Regions from separate parts of the Mus musculus genome. Here region 1 is linked to region 2. A link is a contact called in public Hi-C data. All regions are on one chromosome and are shown on one strand. The core of a region is the stretch at or near the end of the contact, and the rest is flanking DNA. Distances in the headings are between cores, read along the strand shown.

Evidence for each region. Hi-C and Micro-C count contacts between places; a contact is called where the count stands out from the background.
Region 1: a Hi-C map of the G1E-ER4 cell line shows a contact between it and region 2, with 2.4 times the contacts expected there. The contact joins two enhancer-like sites. A contact is called at or near these places in 1 of 484 Hi-C or Micro-C datasets (the G1E-ER4 cell line) and 1 of 115 datasets of contacts at active chromatin or transcription factors (regulatory T cells).

Annotation. Positions count from the first base shown.
Region 1 is chr3:10,138,648-10,143,377 of GRCm38.p6, reverse strand. No RefSeq gene overlaps it. Among named protein-coding and RNA genes, the nearest start is that of Pmp2, 43 kb to the left of the region's middle. Within about 2 kb of position 2,382, at least 61 of the 459 cell types and tissues checked have an H3K27ac peak or open chromatin away from gene starts, as enhancers often do. A contact at or near this core is called in the G1E-ER4 cell line, where this site is marked.
Region 2 is chr3:9,664,269-9,668,666 of GRCm38.p6, reverse strand. No RefSeq gene overlaps it. Among named protein-coding and RNA genes, the nearest start is that of Gm33169, 3.4 kb to the right of the region's middle. Within about 2 kb of position 2,611, at least 52 of the 459 cell types and tissues checked have an H3K27ac peak or open chromatin away from gene starts, as enhancers often do. A contact at or near this core is called in the G1E-ER4 cell line, where this site is marked.

The DNA of each region.
Region 1 (4,730 bases), core at 1,133-3,632, 470 kb before region 2:
TGAACCACCAGCGTCACTCCTGAGTCTTGGGACACTGCCTCATAAATGTAATCTTGTGGGTGGGGCTGTTTCTAGAGAAAGAGAATGGAAGATGAGCAAAGAAATGGGACGATGATGTGAATCAGGACAGCAAGGGAGGCTGGGATAGACTGTGGAAGTTACAGCCTCCTTAGGGAAGCCCCACTGGACAAGCATGGTGGCCGCTGCCCTGTGTGTCCCTTCGTGCTAAGGCACGCTGACTGCAAACATCCTGTCCCTTCATGTCAGCTGACCTTGGAAGGAAAGGAACAACTGAAATTTTACAACTGTTCCAGCTGGAGAAGATCTTTTAATGGTTTAATGTTTTTCTGATGTGGTTCAATAATGGTTTTCTGCAAATTTTAGAACAACATTGAATTTAGTTACTGCAAGGAATAAATCAAACTAGGAACAAAATTTAGGGCATCGAGGAAGTCAATTAAAAAAAAAAACACAGCACAAGTGATTGGTAAGGTGATGTGAAAGGGTTGAGGGTTCGAGGTCAGCTGGGCTACAGGGCAAGACCTTGTCTCCAAGAGGAGAGAAAAGAGAAGGAGAGGAGAGTAGAAAGTCTAGCAAGAACATTCGCAGCTTGATTTGAGTAATTGTTTCTAGAAACTACAGTAAACAACTGATTTTGATATATAATGTGGAGAGAAGTTATAGAAAAGCTTAAGGTGACTTTTTATAAAGCAGTCATTGGAAAATGAGAATGAAAATTATTTAGAGGGTACAGTGTCCCCAACCTGTACCAACACAGTACATAAGGACAGCATTGAATAGCCGCGTGCTTGGGGAGCAGCACACCATCAGCGTGCTCCTCCCTGAGCAAACGGTGGGTGGACGCACCTTTGCACAGGCACACAAGTTAGGCGAGAGCATTCCCTCCCCGGGGCAAAGCTAGCACTTGCAGAGTGTCCCTGACTGTCCCTTTTGCTGCCCTGAAAGTTTGACTGGTTTGTCTCTCAGTGTCCTGGCCCTCACTATATTCTTTCGGCTCCCTTGCCCCAATCCTCCACTTGCTGGAGCCATTAGAAACCCTGCTTTGCTTTCCTGGCAACTATACTTACATTAGCCCTTTTCCATGATGCCTTTTAAAAACAATTCTTGCTTGCAGTGAATACCTAAGCATCTGAGTTAAGATCCCCAACTCTAAAGCTGGCCTTGGCAGCAAGCGTTGTATTTCTAGCAACCTCCTGGGTGGGGCTCACTGTCCACTAAGTCTAGCTCATCAGTAAGCTTCAGATTCATACTTAAACAAACAAACAAACAAACAAACCCCTAAGAATTAAAAGAAAGAGGGGATGTTGAGCAGGAAGATGGCCCTGGCCATCTGCAGCGGCAGAGGGCTTATCAGGAGCCACCGAGCCTGCGCTAAAGCGCTCTGGACGCTGCTTTTGTTCTGGAAGGTTGCCAAGGGTTTTTCACGCTTCTGTGGCATCTAGTTTCCAGAAGGAACCTGTAAAATGGTAAATAAAATTGCCTGGTGTTGAGCTGCAAGATGGCTCTGTGGGTAAAGGTACCTGCTGCCAAGTTTGATCCTTAGGATTTGATCCCGGGGATCACGTGCTGGGAGGAGTGGCCTGACTCCCTTAAGGTATCCCCTGACCTTCAAACGAGTGCCTGAGCGCATGTGCGCGCGCACGCGCGCGCACACACACACACACACACACACACTCTCAAAATAAGTATATAAAGTGCAATAAAAAAAATTTTTTAAAGAGAGGTACATAGCATTTGAAGAAGAAAACACCCTGTGCTGACTCTGAACTCCCAGACACACCTCCCCCCCATTCCTATCCCTGCCCTGCACACATGCACACAACTACACATGCATATACCCTCATAGACACAGGAAAACACACACAAGAACACATATATACAGCACAAAAAGTATTAATTCCTATAATTCTTGTTGTATTATTACAGGAAACTTTAGGGAATCTCCGCATTAGATGCCATATATTATCGGAGAAATTGGGGTTTTCCCTTTGGGTTTTTGGTCTCATCAATAAAGAATTTAAAATTATCTTTAAAGCACAATTTTAAAAGCAGACTTGAGGAGGGTTTTTTTTGTTTTTTTGTTTTTTAATTTTAAGGGTAGGCAACCTGTAAATTCAGCAACTGCGGGGGGGGGGGAGGGGGGAGAAAAAGGAGGGGAGATAAGGACAGGGCATAGGGATGGAGCCATTACTAAGAGTAAGGAAGGCCAGCCTATCAGTGGGAGCATGCTGACATCTGGGGAAAAGAGATAAAAGGAAGAAAATGAAAAAAAAAATATTGTTTTTCTGAGTAGCCCAGAAAATCAAGCAGTCTTAGCAGAGGATGTGGCTCCCTGAGTGACTGCCCTCAGGAGGGCTCTCAGGAGGTTTAGCTGACTCAGACCTCCTGGGTGGCAGTCTCTAGAAGGCGATAGACAGGCTCATCTCTATAACTATTCCCAGGTAGATCAGAGCGGTCTGTGTCTAACCAGGGCGAGAGGTGAATCCTACGTTTCTGACAGAAGGAAATAGGTTTCCTATTAAAGGCCTCAACAGAGCCTCCATAGCCATCCTCATTGGCTTCTGAGGCTACTGTACCAACATAATATGGTGATTATTTCCTATAAAATATCATTATGAATTATCTAGTATATATAGACATCAATTTTTAGATACAATTTTGACAATCCTTTTAATGTAGCATCAACCCCTTGTACATTCAGCCCTCCGCAGAAATGAGCATCATACTGAATGCTTACTCATTCCTTGCCTTTTAAAAAAACATTTATCACTATTTTATATATCCTTTAACATTTCTGTCTGTAATTTATATTGTTCATCTGGCAACGGCTTCTTTTCACTCCTGGCCTAACTTCAGTTTTCTCCACGTTAGCACATGAACTGAGGCTAGTGCAGCTGCAGTGTGAAGCCACACTGTCTGGCCAGGTGTTTGGCTCTACTCCAGAGTTTTAGCTCGCAGGCCGTGAGTGCTGCTGCAGAATCAGCATATATAGACTATGCCTCGTGGTGTACGTGGTGTACGTGTGAGGAAGGCCTTTCTGAGGAATGTGCTTAGGATCTGAACTGACAGTTCTCAGAGTCTGAATTCCCGATAGTGTGTTGAATTTCTCTGAAGTGGCTCTGTGAGTCTCGCTCCAGCAGTAATGCTGGGCCTGTGTAAACACCTAACGTTATTAGAAGCTTTGATTTGGCCAACTTGATGAATCTGAAATGGATTAGTGTGCATTTCTGCGACTAATGAGATTGGGCATCTTTTTGAAATTTATATAAGCCAGAACTGACATCCCAGGAACATGCAGAAATACATGCAAATATGATTAATGATGGATTAGTCCATGAGTATCAGACCGAGACAAGAGATTTCCCCTGTAGAAAACACATAAATAATAATCTGCATTTCTGTCTCCATTGATTGAAGACTCAAGTATAATGGAAAGCCAAAGAATATTTAGGAGATAACTTAGAGGCATGGGGACGCAGCCCAGGAAGCAGAGCGGCCGCCTAGTGTGAGGCCAAGAGTACGGTGGTTAGGAACTGTAACAGCAGAATGGGGAGGGAGACGTGTGTGCGGGAGGTACAAGAGGTGTGTGTGCCATCCACAGCAACAGTGAGTTAAAAGCCAGCCTAAGTTACATGAAACTATGCCAGAGAGAACACAGAGGAGAGATGCTGGGGAGGGGGGGGATGGAGGGAGGGAGAAAAGGAGGGAGGGAGAGAGGGAGGGAGGGAGGGAGGGAGGGAGGGAGGGAGGGAGGGAGGGAGGGAGGGAGGGAGGGAAAGGTATTAGAGGAACAGTGTAATTATCACAAACCTTGCAAGGTTTGATTTAACGAGACACATGAAGCACAATCATCATCAAGAAATACTAAAGATGTTAAACACATCCTTGGCTCACTGATCGCTTCAGGAATCTAAATTGCCACACATGCGAGTTTGTTTCCAGATTCTTTTCAATGCTCTGCCCACCTACCTGTATGTCTCTACTGCTGACATATCTCCTTAATCACGGTTACTCCCCCCGTGACTCTGGGGGGCATCCTCCAGCCTTGTCCCTAGTGACTCTGAGGGGCGTCCTCCAGCTTTCCCCACCCCACCCTTGTCACTCTGGGGGCATCCTACAGCCTTCTGTCTGTTTCTGCTCTCAGTTCTGTAGCTGCAGTCGCAGTCCGTGCTTATTCATTGTGTAGCACAATGTTCTCTACCATCAATCCCTCCACTCTCTCTCTCACAACCCACCCATCCTCAACTGGGAGGAACTGACGTCAAGAAGGTTTGCATTTGCCTGCCTTGCCTTGGCTCGATATTTTTAGCTTTTCTGAATCACATTAGTAGTCTTCACCAAAAGTGGTGGACTTGAGGACGTACATATTCTGAGTTATATATATATATTTGCTGCACCTGGAGCAGGGGCTGCCCTGACTCTGCCTGCCCGCCTGTGGATCCTGTTCCCCTAACTGGGCCTCATTGTCTGGCCTCAGTGGGAGAGGATGTGCCTAGTCCCACAGTGACTTGAGGTGCAGATGTGGGTTGGTTTCCAGAGGAGGCCTCCTCCTTCTCAGAGGCTAAGGGAAGATGGGGGCATTGGGACTGTGTGAGGGAGAGGTTGGGAGAGAGGGACTTCGATGGGGATGTAAAGTGAATAAATAAATTAATGGGAAAAAAATAAACTACAAGTATTTAACTATGGAAAGAACAGCCAGAAGTCTCAGG
Region 2 (4,398 bases), core at 1,362-3,861:
TGTTGTACCCAGATTGTAAAAACTCGGAAGAGACCACCAGGAATCACAACCCTCTGAAATCACATGAGGGTCTTTATTCAAGCTTGAGCTTGGGCCACTGACCTTCCTGATGGAACATGAAGGAGAGTAAACCCCAGGTCTAAGTGAAGAGTGTTTATAAAGGAAAAAACCACAAGTGGGGTTTCTAAGCCTTGGCATTCCATGAGAGGGTGAAGGAATGCCGTCCTTCAAACCTGACGACCTTTGTTCAGACAGCGGGGCACCAGCTGGAAAGGGACCTTTCTGACCTGGGGGAAGAAACTTACTGTGCTCGCAGAAGCTGGTTTTTTTTTTACAAACTGGCCACAGCTGTCTGGGAACACTTAATTGTGTCTTTTCCATAGTCCAAGAGTGGGCTTTTATCATTTTAAGGATATTGGTCTCTGCTTCCTTCAAGGGCAGGAACCATCTACACCAGGGAAACACTGGTTATCTGTCAAAGGGAGTGTTGGCCTCAGTGATGTGAAGGCTTGGGTAAGGTGCTTTCTGTCTGTTCCCAAGGCTGGCATCTGCCCCTGGGGGGTGCGTCAGACCTACTTAGTGACTGTATCAAAACGCACCTCTGACATGATGCTGGATACTAAGCATGGACCGGGTGAAGACGATAATTCCCAAAAACCTTGGGAATGAAACTTTCTAATTCCCCAGGAAGCAAACTGGTCTGCTCAGAGGAAGCCACTGGCAATGGGCAGTTGGTCAGTGACAACCCTGACTTAGGGAGGATGAGTCTGGAGTGGAGTCAGCTCCGGGGACACCTGGCTGGAGGAGATAGCAAGGCCAAAACTTAGCTGGTCTTTGAAACTCTTCAAGGTCTCAGTAAATATAATAAACCTTAGTAACCAATCCAAACTGTACTGATGTCACTGGTTTGCCCTACGGATCATAGTAGAGGCTACTTAATCCTTCTGTAAGTTTCCCTAGCCTTGCATTAAAGGGAGGTTTATAAGCCTTTCTGGTCGTCACCATTTTTGATGACTATCTGACCCCTGCATGTTGCTAATTTCTGCAGAATAAAACATCTTTGTCTTTGCATACTATTTGAGTCTGGGGTCTTCCTTTGGTGATCCTTGGGCCCTAATAGTGACTAGACACAAGAGGGTTTCCCCTTATACTGCCCCATGTTACTAAGGCCTACTCCTGCCCATGCACTAGCCTGTGCCAAAATTCCAGGATGGAAGGACCCACAATGCCATTCATCTGGAGAAAAAAAATCACCAATGGTATCCAAAGAGTGTGACATTCCATAAAAATAAAGCAAGAAGCAGGTGACCTAGTGTCTGTGTGAAGAGACCCAAGTGTCTGACCTCATCACTTCATCTGGGAAAGATGAGAAACTGAAGTCTGAGTACAGTCAGCAAATCTGAAAAGGGAGTGGACTGGGTATGGGTAGTACAGACCTGATGAAGCTGAACTGCAGGGAAAGGCCTGGCCCTTCTTCAGCTGATGTGGCCCTTCCCCTGGGAAATGGCCTGGCTGCTAAGAGTGAACCTGAGGTTTGCCTGCTTGTGTGAACTGAAGCGCACCGAAAAGGTCACACTTGTGGAAGATGCTGTCTCAGGTTAACCCCACACCCCAGCCCCCACCCCGTCCCCTCCTCTGTTGTGTGCAGGCCTGCACCTGTGGAAGTCAGAAAGCAACTTCAGCTGCCTTCCTTGCAGGTCATCTATCTTGTTTTTGTTTGTGTGTTTTTCCAAGACAGGGTTTCTCTGTGTAGCCCTGGCTGTCCTGGAACTCACTCTGTAGACCAGGCTGGTCTCTTATTCAGACATCCTCCTGCCTCTGCCTCCCTGGCAGAGTGCTAGGATTAAAGGTGTTTGTTGGTGGATTGGCTTTTTTAAAACCTGGGTCTTAATGAGGTTGAACTGAGGTCTTCCTGTACCTACTGAGCCCTCTCTGGCCGCATGGTGAACCATTGCCTGGTCCTTGAGGGATGAGAGCTTGCTGGGTTGTGTGGTGATCCTTGCTTAGCTGTTGATGGAACTGTCATCATGCCATGCTTTGCAGCCTGGGCTTCCTGTGTGGCACTGTTCTTCAGGAGAAAGGTTTCCTAGCAGAGATCTGGGCTGGAAGCGAGGCTATGAACCTGCTTTGGCCTTGCTGGTCCCCTGTGTCTCTTGTCTGTAACATGAGGAAGTCACCAAGTATCTCAGTAGGTTCCTGACGGGACCACAGTTCTGAGACTGCTAGTGGTCGAGGAGTACCTTGTGGCTTGATAGAAATGGCAGCGCCCAATGTGATGTACCCCATTTCATTCAGTTTGGGGAACAGGGAAGAGTCAGTGTGAGTGGAGTCACCGTGGAGAAGCTCAGCACTAGTAGGCAAAGATGAATATCCTCAGACGCTACAGCGCTTAAGAGAAGGCCAATCCTTAACTTGCTTACCCACAGCTCGCCAGTTTAGCAGTGTTGAGGAGTACCTTTGCTGTTGAGGGCATGGCGGGGCTGCAGCTGTGGCGGGAAGGTTCTGGCTTTGGGGAACGTGCTTTAAAGAAATCACACTGGTTACATTTTCTTAATTTAGCAGTCAGTTAACCATGACTCATCCTCCGTCTGCTCATGTGACCAGGAAAGTAAATATTGACAAGAAGTCAGCAGATGCCAACCCTCCTCAGACAGAAGGTGGGGGGGGGTGAGCTTGCTTCCTGTTTGCTTTGCTAACAAAATTTCAGGGACCACTCCAACCTCCATTATTGAGTCCTATCTATGTGAAAGAGGGCTGATTGGTCATTTCCAACTCATGACCTGCCTTCTGTCCCCTGCTTTTAGACAAGCCTGGGTCACAATTGTTTTCTTTCAGACCTGGTACATATTTTACACATTCAAGTAGACCTGACCTCCAGATTCTCCCAGCATCCTTCAGTCCCTATCTGGTATATCTTACCCCCAACCCTGAACTTTCCAGCCCAGGGCCTGGGCTGCCCTTCCCACAGAGGCTCCTCCCTATATAATGCAGACTTTTTGGTCTCTCTCCTCTCATTCTCTTCTTTGCTCTGCATGCCTGTCCTTTCTCTCCCCCCACCCACCCTTCCCCACCTCTGACAGTGACTCCCCTGGCCTCACTCTTTGGGTTCAGTGAACTTACCCAAGAGCAGATTCCTAATAAGCCTATCTTTAATATAATCTAACCTGGCTTGAATTGGCTCACTTTACTGGCAGAGAAATAACCTGTCAGATGGTGATGAATAAACAATGCCTTAGTTGCCCCTGACTGCTTTCTGCTGACACTGGGACGAAGTTTTGTTTTGGAGGAACCTAAGAAAACTGGGAGAGTTGGCTGTTCCATTGCTGTCCAGGCTCTGAGGGATCATTTGCAGCTGTAAAGTGAAGGCCCAGCAGACGCATGTGTTGGGTAGGCCTGAGCACCATGCCGAACTGTACCTTGGACCTTTTGGACCTTTCCTGAGTGCAGGTTCTGAGAGAACATCTAGATGTTAGGGGCAGAAGATAAAGTTACGGAGCTTAGGGGGACAGCTTTCTCTTGGTAACTCTTAGGCCCATGGTCTTGGTAGTAGGTGTGTGTGTGTGTGTACCTCAGATAAGATATCTCTGCATCAGAGGCTCCCCTAAAACAAAGGCCTTTGTTCAGGTAGGTCTAACTCTGCCTTCGCTCAGCCGAGAGAGCCCGGAGGGTCCTAGGCCCTAATAGGCTATTGGGGATGGGTAAACGGAGGCAGAAGAAACAATAGATAGAGTGGTAAACCATAAAAGGACAGAGGTGGCCCCCATGTGGCCAGGAAAGAGCAAGCCATCAGGCTGGGAACTCAAGTCCTCCGGGGTTCGCATCATCTAATAGGTTACTTCCACCTGAGAAATGAGCCAATTCAAGCCAGTTCAAATATATTAAATGCAGGTTTCTTGAGAAGCTGTTCTTGGATAAATTCAATGGCCTCAGTGGCCCCAAGAATTGAGGTCAGGGGAGCGGCCTTGGGGGGGGGCGGTGTTGCAGGGGAAGAGAAGGAGACAAAGGACAGAGGGATGGAGAGAGACGGGAGGGAGGAGATAAGGAAAAGAAGAGAGAGGAGAGAGACCAAAATGTCTGGATAATATAGGGAATAGCCTCTGCCAGGCCCTGGCCTGGAAAGTTCAGGGTTGCGGGCCAGGTGTAGGGACTGAGGGATGCTGGGAGAACCTGGAGGCCAGGTCTGCTTTGATGTATAAAATATTCGCCTAGGTTCCTTGTTGTCCAGAGACATGAGCAGAGACAAATGGGTCCTCCTGCTTCCCCCGATGATTGGCTGTGTAACTGTAATTCTGCAGCTGAAGCTCCAAGCAAAATGAATGCAGCCCCCCTCCCCCCTGGTGTAGCTCAGGGCTGGGTGACTATGGGAAAGCCACTCGCTGAGTGTCTCCACGTCCAGAT